Regions from separate parts of the Mus musculus genome. Here region 1 is linked to region 2. The links are chromatin contacts, called in public Hi-C maps. All regions are on one chromosome and are shown on one strand. The core of a region is the stretch at or near the end of the contact, and the rest is flanking DNA. Distances in the headings are between cores, read along the strand shown. Region 1 overlaps Ddx1 (DEAD box helicase 1). Region 2 has its middle 38 kb from the start of Gm35208.

Region 1 (7,422 bases), core at 4,169-6,668, 190 kb before region 2:
CCTCTTTGAGTGTGAGTTTATGAAGACCATGATTTTGTTCCATTATGCTAACAGTATATTATTAGCATATTAATTGTCCTCTCCTAATTGCTCTCCAGTGCTTTGTTATTTGACTTCCAGCATTTTATTGTGTGATCTGTATGTGAATGAGGGGCAGCAATTAGCTGATTGTCTTGAAGTATTCATATTAAGAGTACTTGAACTTTTAAAGAATTATTAGGAAATCAGTATTATCATTTTTGAACAAAGAGTCAGGAGTCTTTAAGTGGCAACCTCGGTTAGTGTTCTCTTTCCCCAGAATGTTTCCGAATTCTTTTGATTCAGGGTATACTAAAGGAGTGGGAGATGTGGGCATCGAGGCAACTAGTAGTGAGGCTTGATTACTGATTTATATTGAAATTCTTGATTTAAAAACTTAAAGCTCAAGGTTCTGAAGATAACTTGTCTGTTGGCAAGTTTTTACTGCTGGAAACAATATTTGAAGTGATAAAATTGGGAGCAGGGCTTCCTGACAAGTGCTTCAAGCATGCCACTTACATTGCTCCTGGTTTGTATGTTCGTGCAGGTGGAAACTACAAAGGCCATGTGGATGTCCTGGCACCTACCGTTCAAGAGTTGGCTGCCCTTGAAAAGGAAGCACAGACCTCTTTCCTACACCTTGGCTACCTTCCCAACCAGCTGTTCCGAACCTTCTGACGTCATGTAGACAGAGGAGCATTGGAGTCATAAAGTCTGTAGTCTTAACTCTAACCCTCTGGTGCTGCTCTCTGAGCAGCAGTATTTACAATAACCGAGCTATCACGGCTAACTCTCGCATGTCAGGAAACACAGACCTTAGCGATTCTCCATAAAATGGCAGCCCAATGAAAATAAACTTGACAACTATATTTTCATGAAGGCTTGTGTCTTCTTTTAAAGTTATACTTGTTTTTTTTTTTTTTTTTTCTTTTAAGAACACTGTGGGCTTGTGAAATATAGTTTATGGATGTACAAATGTGACCCTGGACCCATATCAAACCCAGACTGAATATCTTTTGAGTGAAATTTTCCACAGGAGTGATGCTACGCTGAAGTGATTTTCAGATATTTCAGGCTGTCTAGGTACATTATGAAGCTGGAGGAGAGCTGTAAAACAAAAGCCAAGGACCTCAAGGTGGTTTGGAAACTAGGAGGGTGCTTGGAAATTCAGTATGGATTGATGACTAATGCTGGTGACAGGGTGTCTCTGAATTTTTTTCAAGAACCTTTCTTTGCAGTTGATTCACAGAAGGACAAAATGACTTTGCTGTGTCTCTGTGTTCGAAAATCAGTTAATTTCTGTCCTTTGATTAAAATAACCTCAAGGAGAAATTTCGAGACATAATTGAATTGCTCTGTGGAGCCTTTGGACTCCTAGGTGAGGAAGTAGTTTCAGGGGTAGATGTGTTCTCTACCTAGAGATTGCCCAAGAGCAATGAAATCGTCCAGCAAAATCTCAAGGGAACACTAATGGGAGCGCCACCGCGGATGCTTCCCTTCCAGACTCTGTACAAAGGGATTTGTCAGTGCCGGTCATTAGTTAACTTGTAGACCAGTTACTTTATAGAGATGTCCTAGGACTGCTCTCGCATCTCTTGGCCATGTGAGGACTGCTCTTTGTAGGTAGAAATGCATGCTTACGTGCATAGTAGCAAATACAGCCCTGAAGTTCAGTACTGAACTTAGCATTGCTTAAATACTAAGAGCCAGAAAGAATCCACCTGAGCTACTGGATGATAGGACTGCAAACAGCTCTGGAATTCCTTGGTTTCATTGTTTGTTCTCTGAACCACCTTTGAACCCAGTAGTGACTGGGCAGCTAAGAGCAACGCTGACGAGCTGAGTGACAGCTGAGGAGTGGTTCAAGTTGCTGTCTAGCTTTGAGCTGTTGCGGGAGAAAGCGTCACGTAAACCGACCCACGGTGGAGGTTTGGGGGATGTACATGTGTGCAGTGTGGAGACCTGACCCAAACTGCTGTCTCTTTTCCCGCCTCCCCACTAATGCTCTCCTAGTGTTTGTGCCAGGGGTAAGCCTATGAGTTGTTCATTAAGCCTGCTTGCCATTGATGACTGAACCTGAGAAATGCTACTGCATCCTTCTTCCCTTTACAAATAGGAACTCCTGAGTCTGCTAGGGTCTCCTTCCCAGCATCCCATCAGTAGGGTATAAGAAGAATGGCTGTCACTTCTGTGCCTCCTCTGCCTTCCCCTCACTCGGCCATGGGAGCAGTACTAGTGAGCCAGTAGATACTATTAGTTTAGTGTGATTCTTGGGAAATGGCAGAAAGACCTGATAAGGGACCTGGCTGACCCTAGGAAATAGCTGCCCACTCTCTGTGAATTGTCTGGTACTGTAACTGGGTCTTATCTGAGCTGCTGCATGGTCAGATCTTGGTCACAGAACTTTGGCGTCTGCCTCAGAGCACTAGAGGCCCTGCAAAGGCTAGAACATGTTAAATATTAACTTGTAAATGGTACTGTTTCTGACTCAGCTTCCTTATTGTCCCTTGTTTTTTCAGTTCTACAGGAGCTGAAATGCTGCTCACAGGTCTGGGTCATTCTTCTCTCTAAACAAATGCTATGGTTTACTCCACTTCAGTGTTCGATGGGTGTGGCTTCGGGCTTTGATTCTGAGGGTCACCCCTGCATAGTGACTGGAGTGGTTTTGTGCTTGAGGAATTGGGATGTATTTCCACTCTTAATAAGCTTGTAACAATCCATTGATAATTTATGTCATAACGCTCCCGCAGTGCTGATGAGCACTGAGGGGAACTTAGAGGCATATGAGCTTCAGTCACTGTGGCCTGGGTGGAATCTGCATGAGCCCATGCTTCAGTATATCAGAGCGCAAGGTCACAGCTTCTCTAAGCTGTGGTTCCTTCATGAAAAGGAAAAGAATGTGCATTATTCAGCAGCCTATCAGGCGTTCTGCGAAAGTTCAGTAGATGAGGGGCACTCGTACCGTATTTCTTGTTATTTACATTATTTCCATTGTCCTTGTACAGTGCTGCAGTGCGTACCTTCTCAGAATGTTGTCTTGAACACTGAATTCAAGACTGAACACTGGATATTTTCCAGGACCAGACCGCCAGTGCCAGATTACTTTCTGAAGGGGTTGTGCTGATTGACAGTCACACTAACAACCCAGGAAGAGCCTTGTGGAATATATTTTATGAATTAAAATAGAACTTGTTGTACTTAAACCTTGCTGTGTGTTTATAGAGTATAGATCAGTGCTAGTGAGAAGCAGATAGGAGGCACTTCCCACTTGACTCTGTACCCTGCTCCTTCCCTGTGACTGCCACCACCCCCACCCTTCCTACCCCCACCCGGCCACTATATTATGGGTTATAAGCTAAATATAAACTAAGATCTAAGCTTGAAGTCGGTCTTTTTTTCTTTTTTCTTTTTTTCCCTTTTCAAGGTAGAACTATGTGGCAATGACTCAGTCTGCCCCAGATTTAAAAAGAAAGAAAAGAATTGGTTCCTGGCCAATTGGAAATGGGTAGAACCATTTCGTCACATTCCTTGCCTTGTTTTGACTTAGAGAAATTATGTGCTTCATTGTCATTTGATAAGATACATTAAATAAATTAAAAAAAAGAGTAAATGCACAAGGAAACCCAGGGTAGATTTCCTTACAGCAATCTTATCGTTTGACTAGATAATGTCATTTTCCAAAGGACTAGTAGCAGTCCCGAAGTGATCTGGTTTCGTGGGAGTGGAGGAGGGACTATTGGAACAAAAATGCAATGGTCCAGGAAGGAAAGGGAGGGATACTAGTTTGCTATTGTGAAGGATGTCTTTCAAGGGAGGAAGAGATGAGGGAACTAAAGGGGGTTCCTGGGGGGTGGGGTGGGGAGGAGGGATGGGATTTATAGGGAGAGAGGGCACTGTAGGGGGTTGGTTCCTTTAAGGGAGGAAAAGATTGAGTATTTTGCTGTCAATTTCTGTTCAGTTGTTTTAGATTCATTTAAAATTCTTTAAAGCCTTAGTTTCTTTGTTTCTGATATTCCACTTCTAGTTAAACTATTGAGAGAAATCTGAAAGATTTTGCAATCTAGGAGGTCTGCAGGACCCAATAAGAGTTACAGACTTCTCTTTAACCTACTCACATCAGAGTCTGTTAGTTCAAGGACAGAACCCAGGACCACTGAGAGAAACACAGAAGTAGCTCTCAGAGCTTTTCTCATGGCAAATTTTTACCCTAAAGATGGCCCAAAGGACATGAGAGCCAGATTCCTTAAATGAAGTGCAGGGTCTGTCTAGACCTTGCCTCCAGGAACTCTGCCGTGACTGCTCTGGATGGAGTAGGCCTTGGGTGTCCCAGGTGATGCTAGCAAGCTGTTTTAAGTGGAGCCTGATCCATCCCTATGCATGCATGCATGCACATGTGCATGAGTGTGCATTCAGGGTTTTGTAGAGAATCTCGGATAGAAACTGATTAGAGGAGGAGAGACTATTACTTGAGTGTTGAAGTAGTGATGGCCATCATGAGTTTGGCTTTTCCTTCCCCACATATTGTGATTCCCTGGCTGCTCGCAGATGTTAGCTGCTTAAAGTCTGACTGGACATAAAGGGAAATTCTGTGTTTAGACAAAGTGGTACTGGACTGGTGGGAACTGATTCTGATCTTTTACTGTGAGGAAATTGTTGTAAAGGGGGCTAGCAAGAAAGCCCTGTAGAAGCCATTTAAAGTTCATGAGATGGCATGCTTAGCCACAGTCAGACTTACAAGCGCTTGCTAAAGAACCCTGAGACATGCTTGAGCGAGGACCGGCTTACAGTCTCAGACTACAGTTTGAGATATTTTGTTTGGCATTAAAAGCCAGGCAATTTGGAGAAATTGGATCATATCCGTATCATTACATACTGTTTACTTAAAATATTGGTATTAGTACTGTAGACTGTAATAACAAATCTTGTAATGTGTGTCCATCCATAAATTGTTACTCGTTTTCCCACTGGCTCACAACCCAGCACCAAGAAAACACTGCAGAATAAAACCTATGTGCTAATGGAGACAACCAGAGTCAGGGTGTGTGGGTTTGTGGCTCACTTCCCAGTTCTGTACACTAGGTGGTGCTAGTGTCGCGCTGTGAATACCCACAAAGGCCTGAACACATGTGTTGGTGTATTTTTACCACTTGGGGTCACTTAAGGATTACCTGACTTGCCTCTTTTCCATCTAAGCAAATTCACAGATTCCAAGGAATTATTTCCCCATTACATTTGTCAGAGTCTGTGGCTTTTTTTTTTACCTAGATCTTGAAGGCCAAGAAGTGTGAATTGGAATTTTTTTTTTCCTTAGCGAATTGGCCCCACATGGCTAGTGCCTGGGTGGTTCCTCCTGTCACAGTATGGTGGACTACCCCCCACCCCACGCCTTCTCTTGGGCCCACCATTGGAGACTTCTCCGTATAAAGATTTTCCATACATGTCAGGATCGTGCTTACGCTAATTGCTGTGCTCATTAACATCTCCAGAACTTGGAGTGCTTTTTCTCAGTCATTTCCTTTGATTTTGCCTGTCTCTGAAAGGCCAGCTCTGAACGAAGTGAGGTGGGTATCACATTAACTAATTGCTGACACCCACCGGCTTTCTTGCCTCCTATGCAGCTGATCCCAGGAATTACACCATTGCCCCTGGAGAGCATGCTAGAAATTTGTGGAATGGCCCTGGTGGACTTGCCTGCCTGTGGGTGGGTATGGGTGAGGACAAGGGCAGGATGTGTGGGCTTGCACAGCTTGGACAATGAGCCTAGTCACTTCATATGGCAGCTCATGGGGACTTATGTGAACACTCAAAACGTGGATGGTCTTTCAGAATCTCCCTTCTCAGCAAGTAACTTCTATTTTTCTTCCTTTCTTCCTTCCTATCTTTTTTTTTAAACTTTCTTTGATGTGTTTGCATATTTTATGTGCCTGGTACCTGTAGAGCTCTTAAGATGATATTGTATCTCCTGGAACTGGCGTTATACATGACTTGAGCCAACATAGGTGCTGGAACCAAACCCAGGTCCTTTGCAAGATCAACAAATGCTCTTAAGTGGGAGCCATCTCTCCAGCTATATACCTTCTGCTATCACTGAATAGCTTCTCTCCAGCTATATACCTTCTGCTATCAGTGAATGGCTTCTCTCCAGCTATATACCTTCTACTATGACTGAATAGCTTCTTAGGTGATGGAAGCAGAACTGAGTCACCAACTCAAGAACATCCTCTGCTGGGGCCATTTAAATCTGTGACAGAATTCATTTGGTTTCTACCACTGAGTGCACAGTTAAAATTACACTCAGTGTTATATAGTTTATCATCTGTGTCAAACCCACCCAAGAAAGTGAGATAGGCCTCTATTAATTAAATCCAAACTAAGACGCTTAAATCTTTTATTTCCCAACCTTCCTCCTTAAATCCTCTCCATTCATACCACCAACCCCTATGTAAAAAACAGTAAGTATCATTTATTGGTCTATACTGTGAACTTGGCATCATTCTAAGTACCCATTCTGGTTCAGTCCTAACAACCCAGAAGCTAGGTTACCTTCATATTTCCCAAGCATCACCAAGAGGGTAGTTACTAGTTTAAAGATGACATGGCTGGAAAGTAATGGTGCTAGGACTGCCTTTATTCTTATGCTGTTGCCTGCTGGGAGATCTTCCCTCCTTGACTGTCAGGATCTTACCCAGTGTCAGGGCCCTGAGTCATCCTACCCAGCCCCTTGAATGAAAAGTCTGCTCTGGAATGCCACCCAGAAGCCAGATATTTTGGATTCTGACTCATGTAAGAGCCAGCGCTATCCTTTTTCAGGTAAGGAGCCTGAGGCGCAAGGGTCTTGGATGTTGAGTTTGTCAAGCCCTGGAAGGTGGGCTTTCCTGCTGTGCCCCTCCAGGAAAACCTCAGCTCATCTCTTTGTCTCCCCTACACATTATAAATTAGCTAGCGGGTCGTGGTTGTGCACGCCTTTAATCCCAGCACACGGGAGGCAGAGGCAGGCAGATTTCTGAGTTCGAGGCTAGCCTGGTCTACAAAGTGAGTTCCAGGACAGTCAGGGCTACACAGAGAAACCCTGTCTTGAAAAACTAACTAACTAACTAACTAACTAACTAACTAACTAACTAACTAACTAAGCAAATTAGCTCTAAACTCTCTAAAACTGTCACATACCTATTCCAGGTGGGTCAAGGTGCTGCTAGAGCAGTGGTTCTCAACTTGTGGGCCACCAACAGTTGTATATCAGATATTTATTTTACCATTTATAACAGTAGTACCATTACAGTTCTGAAGTAGCAATGAAATGATTTTATAGTTGGGGGTCCCCACAACATGCAGAACTGGATTAAAAGGTTGCAGCATTAGGAAAGCTAGGAACCAATGGTCTAGTGAGAGGCTTTTGGGCTACAA
Region 2 (6,774 bases), core at 1,044-3,543:
GTGACAGGTCTCCAGAGATGCACAGTAGAGATTAACTCAATCTAGTGCTGGAGCTGCTGGCAAGCCACAGCAGGGTTTTCTCCAGCTTCGAGTGCCTTCTTTGGAGGGAAGCTGGGACACCTTGGACAGCTCCCAGATGTCTCTGGTAATCATCAAAGGGGACATCTGCCCGGAAAGGCTCTCAATGCTCTGCTAGATGGGCCAGGAATGAAGGGGCACAACATGTTGCTGGGTTTATGTACAGGAGGCAAGGATGAGACTCACCACTGCTCTGTGACACTTCTGGGTTGGGAGCTTTTACAGGAGCCGTTTAAATTCTCTCAAGAGGAAACCAACCTCTGCGGAAGTGCACATTCAGAAAAGCTCCTCTGAGCTCCAGTCAGACCCAGATATCCTGAGGCTCTACCATCCATGGAAGATGCTGTTGCTCCCTCTCCCTCTCCCCCTCCCCCTCCCTCTCCCTCTCCCATTCTCTCTTGATCTTGCTCTTTCTCACTCTCTCTTGCTCTCTCTCTCTCTCTCTCTCTCTCTCTCTCTCTTGCTCTCTCTCTCTCTCTCTGCTCTCTCTCCCTCTCTGAGGCATTCTCCATACATCTTTGTATTTGGACAATTCCTTCAGGTTTTAAGTCTTAATTCTGATCACCTCACAGACTGCTCAGGGCCACTGAGTTTCCCTCCATAGTTTCTCAGCTCCTACATCTGCAACTCTGAAAAATGTATGTTTCCTTATGACTTTCTATCTCATGACATTGCCCACCCCCCAATCTAGAAATCTTTGCATGCTCTTTCACTGTCTGAGTGGTCCAACCCTCCTCTCTCTAGTCAGAAACAGGGCTCTTTCCATCTCTCTAAAGATATAACATTTTGATTTAACTTAGTTGGGTTTCTCATCTTTTTGTTGGTTTTTTTTTTCCTTTTGTTTTGTTTTAAGGCCTGATCTCCTGCAGCCCAAGGTGGCCTTAAACTCGTTATGTAGTTAAGCATGACTTTGAATACCTGATCCTCCTGCCTCTACCAGCCCCACACTGTAATGATTAGGTGTGCACCACCACCCCAACTGGGGAGCTAATCTTGATCGTTGACTTTCTTGTTGAACATTCATCAAAAGCTCCCCTGTGGAGGCTTTTGCTGAGATCCTGACATGGACTGCGTGTGTGTGTGTGTGTGTGTGTGTGTGTGTGTGTGTGTGTGTGTGTGTGTGTGTTCTGATTCTGGGCAGGTACCTATTATTAACCCTTTGCTCACTGTGGTGTCTTCAAACTGGCTTTTCAGAGGGTGGCAAGGATCCTGTGTGATATGACTTACTGTACCCTGAGCCTCTGAGACTAGAATGATCTTCCCTAAAAGGCACACCCTCCTCCCCTATCTACCACTTCCTACAGGAGCCCCCATTTCTGGAGAGGTAGGCGGCATCTATGGTCTCTCAGGAGTTTTTTGTCTTCGTGCAATCTCTCCCTGTGTTCAGCATGCACTTGTCCCTCCATTCAAACCAGCAGATCCCACTCTTCCTAATGCTGAGACCCTTTAGTATAGTCCCTCATGCTGTGGTGAACTCCAGCCATAACAGTATTTTCATTGCTACTTCATAACTGTAATTTTGTTACTGTTGTAAATCATAATATAACTATCTGGGATTTTCAATGGTCTTCGGTGAGTCTTGTGAGGTTTTTCGACAGCCCCTCCCCCCAGAAGTCTTGACCCACAAGTTGAGAGCTGCTGGTCTAGATTATGTTAGGTACCGTGTGCCTGTGGCTCTCAGGTCCCTGATCTTTCCATGCCCTGGCCTGTGACATTTGCAAAGGCAAATTGTTCCATTCTGACCTCAGATCTTGCCTCTGCAGGGTGTGCTATAAATGACCTCTTGGGTTCCTCTCTCAGCCATCTTTGCCTTTAGTTCTGTGTGCCTAACACCCAGCACAGATCCTCTCCCCACGGAGATGACTTCAGGCCAGGGGAATGCCAGGCTGGAAGCCGGATTTGATTAAGGGGAAAAGAAGAGTTTTATGAGGCCACAGGGCAGGCGTGCCACCACACTGACCCCACAAAGGCGGGTGATAATGGGGCGGGGGGCCAGTGCTGGGTCTGATGTTACCCCTGCAAACCTGATTACAGGGCCTCTGGCTGAAGCTTGCCTATGCTTCTCAGAAAAGAAGCAGGCTTTCTTGCCCTAGGCTGGTCCCTGAACAGGCAGGTTTAAATTGAATCAGACCCTGGTTCCTGGTACAGAGTGGGCCATTCACTGGCCTTACGTTCCTCACAAGACAGGCCCCAGCCATGTGGTCATGTGGGTAAATTGAGTGGACTCGTGGCAGACAGCCAGGCTTCACAGCAGCTCACACAGGCCAGCCCAGAAGGCAGGTTTCAAAGCAACAGCTAAAGCCTGACAATGCTGGCTTTAGCAGCCACTGTGATTGTCTTTTTTGTTGTTGTTGTTGTTGTTGTTTTTGCTTGGTTGGTTCTGATTGTTGTTGTTTGTTTGTTTGTTTGTTTGTTTTTAAAGAACAAAGGCAGGATTCTGGAGACATGTGTGTCACTTAGTGGTGAAGGAAGCTTGAAAGAATCTCCCCTGACAGTGTCATATGTGTGTAAGGTGACAGTGGTTATACTCACCTTGACTGCCCCTGGTAATAGTACAGGCCTGTGATCATCCCAGCTACTCTGAAGACTAAGGCAGGAAGATGGCAACTTCAAGGCCTCCCTTGATGTGAGATAGGGAAGAAGTCCCAGGAAGGGCGCCTGAGTAGGTGTGGTTGGCAACCTGAAGCTTCTGATATCTTTTTTTAAAAGTCCTCCATCTTGCAGGTGGGATATTAACACACAGGCAGAAGGAACACTCCATCCTCTCTACTCATAGCACCTAGGTGGGAGTCACCCTGACCTCAAGGCTGCCTATGTGCTGGCCCAAGTCTTAGCCTAGACAGAAGAAGCAGGATATGAGAGACCATGGATGGAGAAACTAACCATCAGAGGGTCTACCATCTGCAGAATGACACGGGAATTCGTATTTCTTGGGTTCCCATACAGAAGCTCACTTGTACCTTATGTTTAGAGGTGGGGAACCTACGGCCAGAGGTGGGGAGTGACTCCCCAGACCTGCAGTGAGGCTCCATCTTAAAGCTTGATGCCAACTCTCAATATTCTGGCCCCAGTCTCCTGTAGTAAATAAAATAAGACGATTACTCGCTGAGTGGTCAGCATGTGGGAGACTTTCAAGTTGAAACTCTGAAGGCCCAGGGGAACTCCAACATCATATACTTGCGGTTTTTGTTTGTTTGTGTTTTGATGGTGTTGGAGAGTAAAGTTATGCCTTGTGCATGCTGGGCAAGCTCCCCGCCACTGAGCTGCAGCCCGGCTTATTTTTGCTTTTAACTCTGGGACAAGGCCTTACTGAGTTATCCAGCCTGGGCTTGACCTAATTCTAGAACCTGGGCAAATTCAGAATTTTCTATCCTCCTGCCTCAGCCTTCTGAGTAACTGGTTTTATTGGTCTTGCTGGGATTAGGGGTCTTTACCACAAGGCCAGGTTAAAAATACATCCTCAAATAGGAATTTAACTATGGCAGCACCTGAGCTTCACTCAGCTTTTAATCAGCCCCAAGCAGGCTGAGGGACCTCCTGAACCTAATACTGGGTCTGAGTCCCTGCTCTGTGTACACCTCCAGGTCTCAGTACCTCAGGTGGACTGGATGGGGGGAGGGGTCCTGCCAATGAGCACCCTGCAGCATCACCTAGGAGCACTGCCTCTCTGCTCCTGTTTCCATGGAAACACCTCAGGACCCATTGATCAGCTCTTGTTCGGGGCTTTCATTAGCTTGAGCGATAGAATAAGTTTTGATTCAAACATGACACTTTTTTAACGCAGTGAAAAACTCGTTTTGTATAAAACCCCATTATGTGGAACAGACACGCAGGTTGATGGCCAATTTAGTTAATAGAGCTTTGCAGCTGACACTGAATTAAATCTGCAGGAAGCAGCTTCAGTTTGCCCTAGAAGAGTCACGTGTAAATTTGCAGCAGGCTGGAGGCGCCGAGGGGAGGCTCCCAACCTGACCTTCTCTATTCAGCACTGCCACCCTCTTGTCCCAAGATCAAAATGTGCAGGTGCTATCCTGTCAGGCTCTCTGGATCCCTAGGATGACATCTGAGGTCTTTAAGTGAAGGAGGAATATTCTTGCCAGGAAGGTCACTTTGTCCTGTCTCTTCCCTCCTCCACCACTACCCATCCTCCTGTTTTCCATCACACATTACTTCTGTCCTTGTAGGACACCGCTTTTCTGGTCTCCTGTACTTACACATGAAGAGCACCAACCTTCAACCCATCTGCCTGACAAAACCCTTTAACCTTGAAGGATGTGATCCTTCTCTTGTTGTCTTTCTATGATTCCCTCCTTGAGCCTCTCTGGCACACAGCCCCGGTCCTATATTAAAAGCCATTTCAGATGGCACTAAATAGTGTGCACATAACCACCTCCTTAGTTTTCATTGTCTCCAGTCACTGCTGGCTCTCTCTGAAACTGCCCCCTTCTCTGTAAATTTAGAACGATGACACCCACTGAGAAACTGGACTGGTGCACACAAGAGGACTGCTTCTCAGCAGTGTGGTACAAGGCCCTGCCACTTTTCAGCTGTGTGGTTCAGTTTCTTCATTTCTCTTTCCTTCTTCTCACCTGCACAATGCAGGTTATAAGAACACAGTCATCTATTGGCATCCCCAGGAAACTGGCTCCAGGGCACCAAAATCCATAGGGGCTGAAGTGTCTTATTCAAACAATATGGCATTTATATACAGCCCAAGGACACTATCTATACATCCTACAAACAATGTCATAATTACTTCTGATTCCAAATACAATGTATATGTTAATATGGTAACTAGCTGCTATGCTGTATCATTTAGGGAGAAGCATCAAGAATGGAAGGCAGTGAATGTTAAAATATTGAGCCATTGTAGAAAAATATCTTCTAATTGAATGCATGAATATGAAACGTGAGGAAAAGAGGACCCCTACTCGCTGTGGTGGTTCTCTGAAAAGAATGGAGGTGTTCTTGTGTTTGTGGAAATGACTTCAAGTTGGTAGAAAGCTGTCATTTGCTCTTGAAGCAATATTTCCACTGCCAGCCCCTCACTCTGGATAATAATATCCTTCATACTATTGTCCATAAGACTATGAGTGCAGCTATACAGAGACTTTCAGGGCCCTGGGTGAGTCTCATGCCGTCCTGGGAGGGACACACATGCACATACATGTCCTTTCTTCTCAAGGTCAGGATGGGTGTGTACTATAAGGACCTTTGGTTAGGTCCAGTGCCAGTGAACAGGCTCAAAGATATGCTGGCCTCTTCTGGTAGAAGCTTAGTCAGCTCCATCTCCCCCTTCCACATGCTTTGAGGACATATGTCAGTACCCCAGTGTACATTATAGGACATTTGTAGCTCCTTTTATCTATCCATCTCTCAAGCATCCTTGGATAAATGACTGTCCATCTTCCTTCCAACTTCTGTGTCTTCTCCTATAGCCGTATACTGGTGTGGGGGCTAGAGATCAACACAGATCTGCTTCACACAAGAGTGCATGACAGCTGCCTACATCATAAGTGGAGGGGTCAGGGTCCAGCGTGAAGGGTGTCTTATTTAGGAATCGACATTCTCCGCTATAAGAAACATGGCCAGAGAGTAAAGGAGCCCCTTAAACAGGTGGTCACCATGGCACATATAGTCTCCATGCCCTATCCAGACTGAAGAAACCAGTCCCCAGAAGCCAGAGTGTTTAAAGGACTTACAGCACAATGAGGACACCACATGCACTGTGACTGATGCTTTCCCAGAGCAACTTCTGTGCAATGTCTAGGGAAGACCCAACCCCATGTCTGAACCCAGAGCAAGGCTAGACTGAAGTCTCTGCTGTGGCTTCATCCCAACGCAGCTCCCCAGCTCCCTAGCCGCGATGCTCAATTCCTAGTTCCTTAGCCCTGGGAGTCCCTCACACACTGATCTCTGTTTCAGAATCAACTTCTAAGAGGTTGCAAGAGGGCCTCCCATCATCACCAATGGAGTGACATATAGGACCTGTGGAAGCACAACAGGGGATGACAAAAAGCAAGTAGAAGCTAGTAGGAAAGGGTAAGGGTGTCAGAGAGAGGGGACAGCATATGCCAAGTTCTGGGGTATTGGAGATTCAGGGGGAAAATCACTCGGTGGGAGCAGAGACCAGGCATTCAAACCCCCAAGGGTATAAACAGCTTGGCATGAATGAAGATATTCTAAAGAGACACTTATGTCCTGACTACCCATTTATTGAAACAACGGAACCCAAGAAATAGAAATTTCATCTGGATTTCTTATTCTGGGAGAGGGAAAAAACTGGGAACCTGGACCCAGCAAGATGGGGAATCTTGTCTCAGAAGAGATGTGTTAGTTGCCTGCAAAGCCCTCTTATTGGATAACATAATGATGGGTCAGTGGTAGGTGGGACCATACTAGGCAATGGCTGTTTAGATGTGCATATCTCTGGCCCTCAATTTAAATGTAACCTCACAGGTTCTATGCCCCAGTATAGGAGAATGCCAGGGCCAAAAAGCTGGAGTGGGTGGGTTGGTGATCAGGGCGAGGCAGGTGAAGATAGGGTGTTTTTGGAGGGGAAACCAGGAAAGTGATAACATTTGAATTGTAAATAAAGAAAATATCTAGTAAAAGGAAAAAGAAAAAAAAAAGAAAAAAATGTAACGTCACTTACAGGACCCTGAGCAGGAACTGAAGGAGGTCACTGGGTCGCCT

Evidence for each region. A called contact is a pair of places that touch in the nucleus more often than the background predicts.
Region 1: a contact with region 2 is called in a Hi-C map of the N1E-115 cell line, with 5 times the contacts expected there. The contact joins two enhancer-like sites. A contact is called at or near these places in 25 of 484 Hi-C or Micro-C datasets (the N1E-115 cell line, cerebral cortex, cortical neurons and 6 more), 2 of 115 datasets of contacts at active chromatin or transcription factors (extraembryonic endoderm stem cells and neural progenitor cells) and 1 of 9 other capture datasets (embryonic stem cells).

What each region holds. Positions count from the first base shown.
Region 1 is chr12:13,212,772-13,220,193 of GRCm38.p6, reverse strand. It overlaps Ddx1 (DEAD box helicase 1), which reads left to right. Exons shown (of 26, transcript NM_134040.1): 26 at 566-887. The coding sequence ends at 696. Among named protein-coding and RNA genes, the nearest start is that of Ddx1, 33 kb to the left of the region's middle. Within about 2 kb of position 5,418, at least 27 of the 459 cell types and tissues checked have an H3K27ac peak or open chromatin away from gene starts, as enhancers often do. A contact at or near this core is called in the N1E-115 cell line, cortical neurons and neural stem cells, where this site is marked.
Region 2 is chr12:13,021,635-13,028,408 of GRCm38.p6, reverse strand. No RefSeq gene overlaps it. Among named protein-coding and RNA genes, the nearest start is that of Gm35208, 38 kb to the right of the region's middle. Within about 2 kb of position 2,293, at least 44 of the 459 cell types and tissues checked have an H3K27ac peak or open chromatin away from gene starts, as enhancers often do. A contact at or near this core is called in the N1E-115 cell line, cortical neurons and neural stem cells, where this site is marked.